Linked DNA regions of Gossypium hirsutum: regions 1 and 3 are each linked to region 2. Evidence: chromatin contacts called from public Hi-C data. All regions are on one chromosome and are shown on one strand. The core of a region is the stretch at or near the end of the contact, and the rest is flanking DNA. Distances in the headings are between cores, read along the strand shown.

Evidence for each region. A called contact is a pair of places that touch in the nucleus more often than the background predicts.
Region 1: a Hi-C map of leaf shows a contact between it and region 2, with 3 times the contacts expected there. The contact joins the promoter of LOC107892312 here to the promoter of LOC107892245 in region 2. A contact is called at or near these places in 2 of 34 Hi-C or Micro-C datasets (both in leaf).
Region 3: a Hi-C map of leaf shows a contact between it and region 2, with 2.0 times the contacts expected there. The contact joins the promoter of LOC107957674 here to the promoter of LOC107892245 in region 2. A contact is called at or near these places in 18 of 34 Hi-C or Micro-C datasets (anther, callus, hypocotyl and 3 more).

The regions. Positions count from the first base shown.
Region 1 is chrA11:101,097,400-101,100,990 of Gossypium_hirsutum_v2.1, forward strand. LOC107892312 (pentatricopeptide repeat-containing protein At4g20770) reads right to left here and starts at 2,270. Exons shown (of 6, transcript XM_041081935.1): 1 at 1,900-2,270; 2 at 1-1,735. The coding sequence starts at 1,697.
Region 2 is chrA11:100,881,217-100,884,898 of Gossypium_hirsutum_v2.1, forward strand. LOC107892245 reads right to left here and starts at 1,445. Exons shown (of 4, transcript XM_016817271.2): 1 at 873-1,445.
Region 3 is chrA11:101,060,940-101,064,384 of Gossypium_hirsutum_v2.1, forward strand. LOC107957674 reads left to right here and starts at 1,861. Exons shown (of 5, transcript XM_016893225.1): 1 at 1,861-2,275; 2 at 2,434-3,125; 3 at 3,234-3,359. The coding sequence starts at 1,861.

The DNA.
Region 1 (3,591 bases), core at 1,020-3,519, 220 kb after region 2:
CATTTACAATACATATCAACAAGAGCAGTGCCTACAAACACGTCACTCTCATAACCATCTTTTACTATCTGAGAGTGGACCTGCCTACCTTGAAATAAAGAAGATAATTTTGTGCAACAGCTCAATACTGTGGCATAAGAGAACTCAGTAGGCAACATTCTACCCTGTCGCATTTGCTTAAAGAGCATGAAAGCTTCTCTGTTTAGAGAATTAAGAGTAAGACCTGCAATCATAGAATTCCAACAGACAATATCTAACTCTGGCATGGAAGAAAATATGTGCTCTGCCCTTTCTATCTTCCCACACTTTGAGTACATGCCAATCAGCCCACCAGCAACATAATTGTCAGTATGAAGAGCAGCCTTTTGCAAGGCAGCATGGACCTGTTTTCCACCCTCCAGAAAGGCCATTCCAGCACATGAGCCAAGGATGACAGTCACAGTAGTCCGATCAGGTTTTACACTTTGAAACTGCATTTCCCTAAAAAGATCTATTGCTTCTCTGTGATTCTCATTCTGGGAATAGCCAGAGATTATAGCATTCCATGAAATAACACTTGGGCATGACATGTTATCAAACATTTGACGTGCAGTTTCAACATCTCCACACTTTATACACGCTGCAAGCATATTAATATATGTAACCGCATCAGGTTTAAAACCACTAAACTGCATTCTTTGAAAACACTCAATAGCTTTCCCACTATTTCCTTTCTGGCCATATCCAGCAATCATTATATTCCAGGACACAACACTGGGTTTTCCCAAAGTGTGGAAAACCATCTCAGCACTCTTCATAATCCCATTCTTAGCATACATATCAAGCAATGAGTTGCTCAAATAAAGATCACGTTCAAATCCAAGCTTAAATGCAAGACCATGTATTTGTTCTCCAAGTACAACATTACGTAATAATCTATCTCCATTTTCGTAACAGCCAAATTCATCATACTCTCCCCCCTTTGCACAAACACTCAAAACAGCAGACAATGAAATGGAATCAATCCGAACCCCTTTCCGAGACATCATTCTAAACATCTCCAAAGCCTCAACGACCCCGTCAATCCTTCCTAACCCACCCATCATTGAAGTAAATGTAACCTCATTAGGTTCATCAATGTCGGCAAAAATTTGAACAGCTTCCCTCATAACCCCACATTTAGCATAAACAGACAATAACCCATTACAGACAAAGATATTCTTATCAAGACCAATCTTAATGACAAGACCATGACATCTCTTCCCAAGCTGCAAATCAAAAACACTTCCACAGGCACTTAAAACGCTAGCAAAAGTAATATGGGTGGGCAAAAAACCTTCCAAAACCATAAGCTTATAAACATCCAAAGCTTTTTCCTGGTACCCATTTTTTAACATTACACTAATCAGGTTGTTCCAGGAAACAACGTTTCTTTCAGGCATTTGTTCGAACACTTTACGGGCAAAAGTTAAGTTCCCAGTTTTGCAATAGAAACTCAAAACGGCGTTCCAGGAATAAATGTCCTTCTGAGGGGTATTGTGGAATGTACAATGAGCATATGCTGGGTCGTTGCATTTGGAATAGAGTTCAATGAGACGGTTGCATAGGAAAGTATTGCTTAAAAGGTTGGTGCGAAGAATGTAAGCATGGAGGACTTTGCCTAGCAGAAGAGATTTGTTGTCTATGCATGTTTGCAAAAGGTTAGCTATGCCCTTCATGTTGCTTTTGCTTCCTACTTGGCTGTATTTCTTGCAGACTGGTAAACACCAATTCAAAAAACAAATGATGTCAAGATAAATTGGGTTAGTCAATTCTATTCTACCTTATCAGCTATGGAGCTCCAATAAAATGAAATCAATCATATGCACATAAGTGAAAGCCGAACATCAAACAAAGTCGAAAGGATGTGTAGTTGTGTACCTAAAATCCAGAGTCGAGGCTCGGATGTGCAGCGCGGAAAAATGGTTTCAAATAGCGGTGGAGCAGCAGCCAGTTCGCACCACCACTAAGAGAGCAGACAATATCTCATGACTCGAGCAGAAGAAATGTTGTAAGTGAAGTTTAGGCTGTAAAAAATGACCTCATTTAATTTCCTTGTCCGTCGGAAGGAGAGGGCTTTTGGTCAAGTCACTGAAGGAGGCCGGGACAGTAGTGGACTATAGAGGTGAGAAGCTTGTTTGGCGGCGGGGTATCTTGTGTTTCATGGCCGGGCTACCGCCCGAGTTCCGAGTTTGGAGAAAAAATTTAGCCTGGTTTAAAATATAGGGCTCCGCCCTTTCATTTAAGGCTCAGGCCTGGTCTGGTCTACCCTAATTTTTTAAGTGAAGTAACCCAATTGTTGTTTTTTTTTTTTGGTCAATTTTAAAAAAGTTTTAAGTTGGTCGGAGTTTTCTTTTTGTTCAGTAGAGCTTATCATTTTTTTGTCATCCATTTTATTATTATTTTTGGGTCATTTTCTGTTACTTGTTTTAAGACTTATGAAGTGGCTGAGTTTAAAATTGATATAATAACACATTTAGTTTTTAATGATTATATATTTTATAAATTTGATCTTAATTTTAATAAAATTAATAAATTTAGCATTTAACTTTTACATATTATATCAATTTAATCATAATATTTATATTGATATATTTAAAATTATTTTATATTCATATTAAATAAAAATAATTATATTAATATTTAAAAAAATCCCTCTTCTCCCTCCCATTGTCCCCTCCCTCTCCTCCACCGTCCCTGGGGGAGGGGTAGGAGGAAGGGGAAGGAAAAATGTATTTTTTTAAATATTAATATAATTTTTTATTTAATATTAATATAAAATAAATTTTTTGTATATTAACATAAAATTATGAATAAATCGATATAATACGTAAAAGTTGAGGATTAAATTTGTTGATTTTATTAGAATTAAGATCAAATTGATAAAATATGTAATTGTTAAGGACTAAATTATAATTATACCAATTTTAAAACCACCATGTCATCCTCCTGTCCAAGTCTTATCAGCAATTAATAGAAAAAGACGAAAAGAGATTAACCCAAAAAGTTTGGTGGCCAATTTAAAACTTTTTATAATTAGGTGACTAAAAAATAAATTTGACTATAGTTAGGTGACTTCTATTGTAATTTTCTCAAATTAAATGTCTACTACTATAGTGTAAATATTTATAAATATTAAAATGATTGTATATCAAATTTTAATAAATAAAATATATAAATTTATTACATATTAAATTAAAAATAACTTAAAATTACATTGGTTTAACTATTTATAAATATGGACAAGGTTATACAAAAATTTAGGTCCATATTTTTGGTCGAGTTGAACTTGAATAAATATAAAGTGTGTTACCATTATACTTAATCTAGAACTGAACTCGACCCAACCATAAATACCTCTAATTGAGTTCATATCATCGACCTATAATATATATGTAAATAGTTTGCAAATAGAAATGTAAATGGTTTAGAAAATTATTTTATCTATTGATTTACGGCTAGAAGTATGATTTAGAAAATAATTTGTTAAAAAAAATTGATGTTTAATTTCCTCATAGATAGTAACAAGTTTGCTTTAGTATTGTTTCTCGTTATTTTTAAAATGTGCCTTTA
Region 2 (3,682 bases), core at 195-2,694:
ATATATCTAAACATTCACATTCAATAGGAAAGACAATACGTAAGTAGTACAACAGAAAGAATGCAATGTGAATCACTGAGACAAGTACAAAGAAAATGTTGTTGATTATACAAGCTTCACAATTTTTTTATTTTTGGCCTTTATATAAATGGAGCCACAATTTGCCAAGTTTTTTTTTCACATCTTTTGCACATTGTTAGACTCTCTTATACCCTTTCTCTTTTTAGATGCGTTTTTGTTTGAAGAATCCTAGAACAAACAAGTTGCACTTTTCCATAGTTATAAACAGGTGAAATCAAGATTATTTCCAAAAGGCAATAATAGAGATTGAAAATCACAGAGCAATGCAGACAAGTGTCATTGTTGGCAACAAAACCAGAAAGAATTTCTGAAGAAGTATCTCAAAAGTGTAAAGATTGCAAATAAACATGAAGTAGTATAATTATGTGCAACACTTTCAAACCTAAGATTATGTTCCCAACAGTATGCAAATCTAACTGCATAATCAATCATTGGTCAAAAAAAAAAAATTCTCAACTTCAAACTCCTAAAACATCATAGAAGGAAATGATAATCTTGTCCCTCCCACTTCAAATACGTCAATGGTCCCCAAAAAAATGATACGTGCAAAACTGAAAAAAATAAAAGATCGAACTTCCCATCAAAAATAGCAATTACCCAGAAAAGAAAATTACTCTAAAATATCAAAAAGGGAGAAATACCCAAACTAAAAAAAATTAGGAAAGTTCATCATCTTATCTCTAAATCAGCTAATAACAGAAACCATAATCCAAAAAGAAATTTTTGAAAATTAAAAAAGAAAAGAAAAAGGAAAACCCATGAATCAAAATGAAGAGAGAAAAAGAGGGTACCTTGAGAAAGAGCCCAATCTGAACTGGATTATGAAGAAATCTGGGGATTTTATGTCAAGGAAAAACAAAAGAAACCCTAAGCTGTTTTGAGCAGTATTGTGTAGAATAAAATGGGGAAAAAGGAAATGAGACAAAGAGAAAGTGAATGAAGAAAAAGGTAAAGAGAGGGAGGCTAATGAGAAGTGAAAGCGATGGGGGCATCACATTATTGTTACTACAACAACGTTTAGATTACGATCGTGTCGAAAATGAAAATTTGTAAGGATTTGCAGTAACATTTATTTTTGGGGTTTATTTTTGAATTACTACTTTTAGGAGATGTAAGAAAAAAAAGAGAGTGAATCATTGTACCTTACAATGATGTCACACCAGACAAAAGTCTCCTGTTCCTGTTCCAAAGTCATAGCTTTGCCATAAATTCTAAAATTAGGAAGTTTAATTAAAAAAGATTAAAATGAAAAAAAAACATATTTTCTTTTTTATCTTATTCTTCTTCTTTATTTTTATGAAAAATAATTAAAAAAATAAAATAAAAATATGAACATGTAAATTGTTTTGCTGGTTTGATTTATAAGGAAGAATGAAATTAAAATTAGATTCCATGAAATAGGGGCTCACTTATAGGGTATGCTATGTGAGAAAGATGGGCTTGGAAAGTAGAGGAGCCCATAGCATAATCATTCAGCACATTTAACCCCATATCATTTCTGAACATTTCCCATCACAACCTTAACTTAGTAGTCATCCACTAAAATCCCACTTTTCGGCACTGCCCCAAGCATGTAATCATCTTTCTTTTTCTTTTCCTATTGGAAAAAAACAATATATTTTCTACCTAAATGGATTCTTTGTTTTACACCCACCAATTGTCTAGAGCTTTCCATGGTAGCCCGCCCAACTCGATAACCCCAGTTCAATTTGGGTTGGGTTTAAATAAATATTTTTATATTTTGGGTGGATCAATTCAATTTAATTAAAATATATAACATAAATTATTTTTTAATATTTTAGTAAAATAGATTATTTTTTAATATTTTAGTAAAATAAATTTTTTGAGGGAACCAAACCAAACCAAAAATAAACTTAGATTTGAAAAATTTTTGGAACCGGGACTCTACTTGGCCCCGCTCATTGATATCTCTATAGTAGTCATACAAAAATTGTTTTTCAAGGGAAAAGTACAGTGTGGTTTTAATGTGTTGATTTCTTCTCATGACTTTGCTTTTGGCTTTTAGGTAAGCTACTAAGATAATCGCCCGAGTTTTAATAAGTTTTTATTTTGTTCATTGAATATTTATTGTTAATTTAACAACTCTCATTAGATCAATTATAATTTTTAGTCACTCCATTGTTAAAATGTCTTTGGTCACTAGACGAAATATTGACATGGCCGGGTATAATTATAAATTTAACCTCTTAACATTTTACACATTCTATCAATTTAGTCCTAATTCTAAAAAAAAATTAATGTTCACACATTATGCCAATTTGATCCTAATTTTAAAAATACATAAAAATTTTAAAAATAAAATAAAAATATTAAAAATACATTAAAAAACTTCAAAATTAAAATTTTCCAAAAAATTCTTTGGGATGATAATAGTAAATCTTTTTATCTATTTTTTAAGGATGAAATCATGAAAACTTTTGGCTGGTCAGAGTCAATTTGTTTTCTACTTTTATGTAAAGAATGTTCATGCATATTACTATAAGCATGTCATATAGCTTAAGGAAAAAATGTTGCATGTACTTCTTATGACATATTAAACATTTATGATTGAAACTAGAAATAAAAATCTTGCATATTTTTTAAAAGATTGAGTGGGAGAAGGTCCCTAAATAAGATCTATGGTTTCCATCAATGGTCTCTTGTGATGACATGATAATTTGCCGACCTTGAGGTAGGTATTATCATGTGGATTTCACTTAGGAGATTTCATTTAACAGGACAACTAGTCATACATGTTATTTGTTGAGATTGTCCCCCGACAATTCATTCATAGTACATGTTATGATAGATGTTGAGTTTATAGTTATACACTCAAGATCATTCTAGTTAAGTAACTTCTCACGAAACTTTGCATAAGTTAAAATAATGGCCAAACATGAAGCATTTATTAATACGTGTGAATACATAAGGGATTAGGTTTTCGTATTAATTGGATGGAAATACATGATCTTACTAGTTGGTTTTAGATTACCCCAAGGTAATTTAATTGAATGGGTGGAGGAAATATCATTACAATGACTTACAAATATTTTTAAGGTTTAATGTAAGATGCATATATATCTTAATGCATATCATATGTTGCAAAAATTTTCAAATATTTGCTTAATACAAAGATATTAATAAATGAATGATTTTATTGTACAATTTGAAAATGACACGAACTTCCTTAATATATTTATTAAGAAAAAGTACAACGAAAATAACTATAAGGAATGGAAAATGAACTTGATGATTGTGTTAACTATTTTTCTAGTATCTTGAGACATACATTACAGGGCCAGTTTTTAAGCACGAAATTAATGCTTCCAACGACTAGAATTCATCCCTAACAGTCATAAATGTCCACAAATTTGTTTCTTGATATAAATACACTTCAAGACTTAAGAGAGGAAAATCCAAGCATCAAGATCAAGAGAAAAATATTCTAATCTTCTTCATTCAGTTCTCTTGTAAAAATTCTTTAGGAGCTTATTGTTAGATATTGTGTCACTCTCATTTCATTTATTTGAGAGCTTAATTTTTGTAAACACATACCTTGTAAAGATTTCTTTGTTTACTCTCTTTCATATCATTTTGGAGG
Region 3 (3,445 bases), core at 611-3,110, 180 kb after region 2:
TTGAAGGCTGGTGAATTTGTGGAAATTTTGAGGCTCAAAAATCGAGGATTCTCTAAAGCTAAGGAAAGTAAACAGATGGGGGGAGTTTCAGGAGGTGTTGGGCCTTTGAAACCGCAAGAGGATAGTCCAAATGTTGATGGGTCAGTGGGTGGTTTTAATGGATCTGCTGCTGCTTTTGGAGCGGCTAACCTATTTCTTTCTAAGGCTGTTATTGACCCACCAAGTAGTGCCTTGAACCAGCCCATGAGAGTGATGGATACACCTTTCAAAAAGCCTGGACAGCAAAATAAAGAAATAGGGGGACTTTCGACTCTCTCGGGAAATATTGATAATATTGCTTTGCTTAGTGCAGATAGTTCTAAAATAATTTCTAATTCATCTAGCTTAACATCTATGACCCTATCTTATTTTAATCCGTTCTTTGTTGGGCAGGAGCAGAATGAAGGAAATGATGAAACTATGCAGCCCAAATCTGTCTCTATGGTGCCAGAACCAATTGAAGTTCAGGTTCTTGACTCATCTAGTGGGTTAAATCCTAATAGGCACTCTGCTGTATCCTTTAAGGAAATAAGACCAGCAGATGGTGATAGTTCGAGGAAGACGAAGGTGTCAATTTCTGGCAACAATAAGAGTCGAAACATAGGGAAATTGTTAGGAGGTAAAGAGGGGGGTTTTAGACCTTCTAAAAAGATTAATAAATTCACACATGGGAAAGGGAATAATTTTAAAAATAAAAATGCTCCTAAAACTCCTTTAAGTGTTTCCATGACTAGGTTGACTCAGACTATTTCCATATTAAGAAGTGTGGATTCGGCAGACATTGTACCAGACTCTGGTAATAAAATTCTTGAATGATTTTTATGTTTGAGGTTACTTTATTATCACTATTATATTGTTTTTTATGGATTTAAATTTATCAATATTTTCTTGGGATTGTCAAGGCTATACGAGCAGTAAATTTCTCCAAGCTTTTCGTGAGTATAATTTTGAGCATAAACCGGATATTGTATGTCTTTTCGAATCGAGAGTTAGTGGTAAAAAAGCTAATGTCATTATAGATAAATTGGGTTTTGATTTTTCTCACCGTATTGAATCTATTGGATTTTCAGGTGGTATCTGGGTTGGATGGAAGGATAATATTTATATTAATGTTATTCACAATCATCCTTAATTCATGCTTTTTCATGTTCAGGGAAATAACGTTTTTATTTCTTTTTTTATCTTTGTTGTTTATGGTAGCCCTGACAGAGTCAAGAGGAAATCACTTTGGGCTGGCTTAATGGAAGTGTTACCTCCTGATCCTGCACCCTAGATGATTTTGGGGGATTTCAACGTTGTCCTCTCGCCTAAGGATAAAAAAAGTGATCGCTCTACAGGTAAGAGGTGTAATTTATTTGGAAATTTTGTTGATTCTTGTAATTTGCAGGATCTTGGATTCATAGGACCTTTATTCACCTGGCAAAGAGGGAACACGCATGAACGAATTGATCGAGCTTTAGCAAATGATCCTTGGATTTCAACCTTCCCGCATACTCTAGTTTATCATCTTCCACGCATCAAGTCAGATCATAGACCAATTCTTATTAAAACAAACCCTGCACTCAGTTTTCTAAAAGGGAGACCATTTCGTTTTCTCGCAGGTTGAACTAAGTATACGAATTTTAAAGAATTGGTCTCTAAAAAGTGGCGTTATTCAGGTAACATGGCTACTTCTCTATCTGAATTTACCTCACACGTCAAGGATTGGAATAGGTCCGTATATGGTTTATAGGATCGTGAAAGAGACAGCTTATGAGATCGCTTGGGTGCATTCAAAAGGCCATGGACTAGTCTTCCTCTAGTAGGCTTGCTGAAGAGGAGATGGAGATTCGCGGTGAATTGGAAACTGTACTGAACCATGAGGAATTGCTATGGATACAAAAGGCTAGGTGTGATTGGCTACAGTTTGGGGATCGTAATACCCAGTATTTTCATAATCGTACGATGCAACGGAGGAAATCTAATCGTATTTTAGCCTTACGCATAAGTAGTGGAAAGTGGTGCTCGGATCAGAGTATTCTCAGTGTTGAGGCTGCCAGATTTTTTGAGAAGCTATATGGTGAGATCCCTACTCCCATGAGTGCACCTCCCTTGAATATCTTTCCTCGTATCACAGATCAGAATTTTGATTTCCTTAATAAGCCAATTTTGAATGATGAGATCAAGAAGGCCCTTTTTGACATGGCTCCGTTGAAGGCTCCCAGAAGTCACGGGTATCATGCGCTTTTCTTCCAAAGTTAGTGGGATTTAGTAGGAGGAGCGGTTTGTGAGTGGCTTCAAGGAGTCTTCGCTGGTAATAAAATGGAAGATGATCTTAACAACACATTAATCGCTCTTATTCCTAAAAAGGATCGTCCGGATTCAGCGAATTTTGACCAATTAGTCTTTGCTCAGTTTTGTATAAGTTGGTAATGAAGGTGATCGCCAACAGATTCAAAGTGGTCTTTCCTAATTACATAACACCCGAACAAGCGGGGTTTATTTCTGGTCGCAACATTTCTGACAATATCATTATACCGCAAGAAGACATACATTCGATGTGCAGTAGGAAAACGGGCAAAAAATTGATGGCAATTAAGTTTGACCTGGAGAAAGCCTACGATAGAATTAGCTGGGAGCTTATTGATGTGTCCCTTGTTGTTGCTGGGATCCTCGAGGTTCTTAGGAAGGTTATTATGGGCGCTATTTCTTCATCAAATATGAAAATTTTTTGGGATGGAGTTTCGTTTCAGTCTTTTAAGCCGGTGAGAGGGATTAGACAGGGATGTCCTTTATCGCCTTATCTTTTCATTTTCTGCATGGAATGGTTAGGGCATTTAATTCGTTCAGAAATCACAACTAGGAGGTGGAAACTGATTCGGTTATCTAGGTCAGGACCGTCTTTATCTCATTTCTTTTTTGCTGATGATCTTGTCATTTTTGGTAAAGTGGAGATGGATCAAGCCCTATTATTAAAAGAAAACCTTAACCAATTCTGCAACTTTTCTGGACACAAGGTCAGTGCCAGGAAGAGCAAAATATATTTCTCCAAATGTGTTGATAATAGTTCAAGTGATCAGATTAGTCAGCTCTTCGGATTTCGAGAGGTCCCTAATTTAGGGATCTATTTGGGGGTGTCTGTCCTCCATGATCGAGTTACTAAAAGTACCCTGAATTTTGTTGTTGAAAAAGTGAGGGGTAAACTGCATAATTAGGAAGCCAGGAAGTTATCCTTTGCGGGACGTGTTACATTTGCTCAATCTGTCCTTCTAGCTATTCCTAGTTATTTTATGCAGTCTTTGTTAGTTCCAAAAGGGGTTTGCAAAGAGATTGAAAAGATTGTAAGACAGTTTATCTCGGGGGGCTCTAATGAACAACATAAGACTGCTCTGTTAGGATAGGAATCCATTTGTCAGCCTAGATCTCA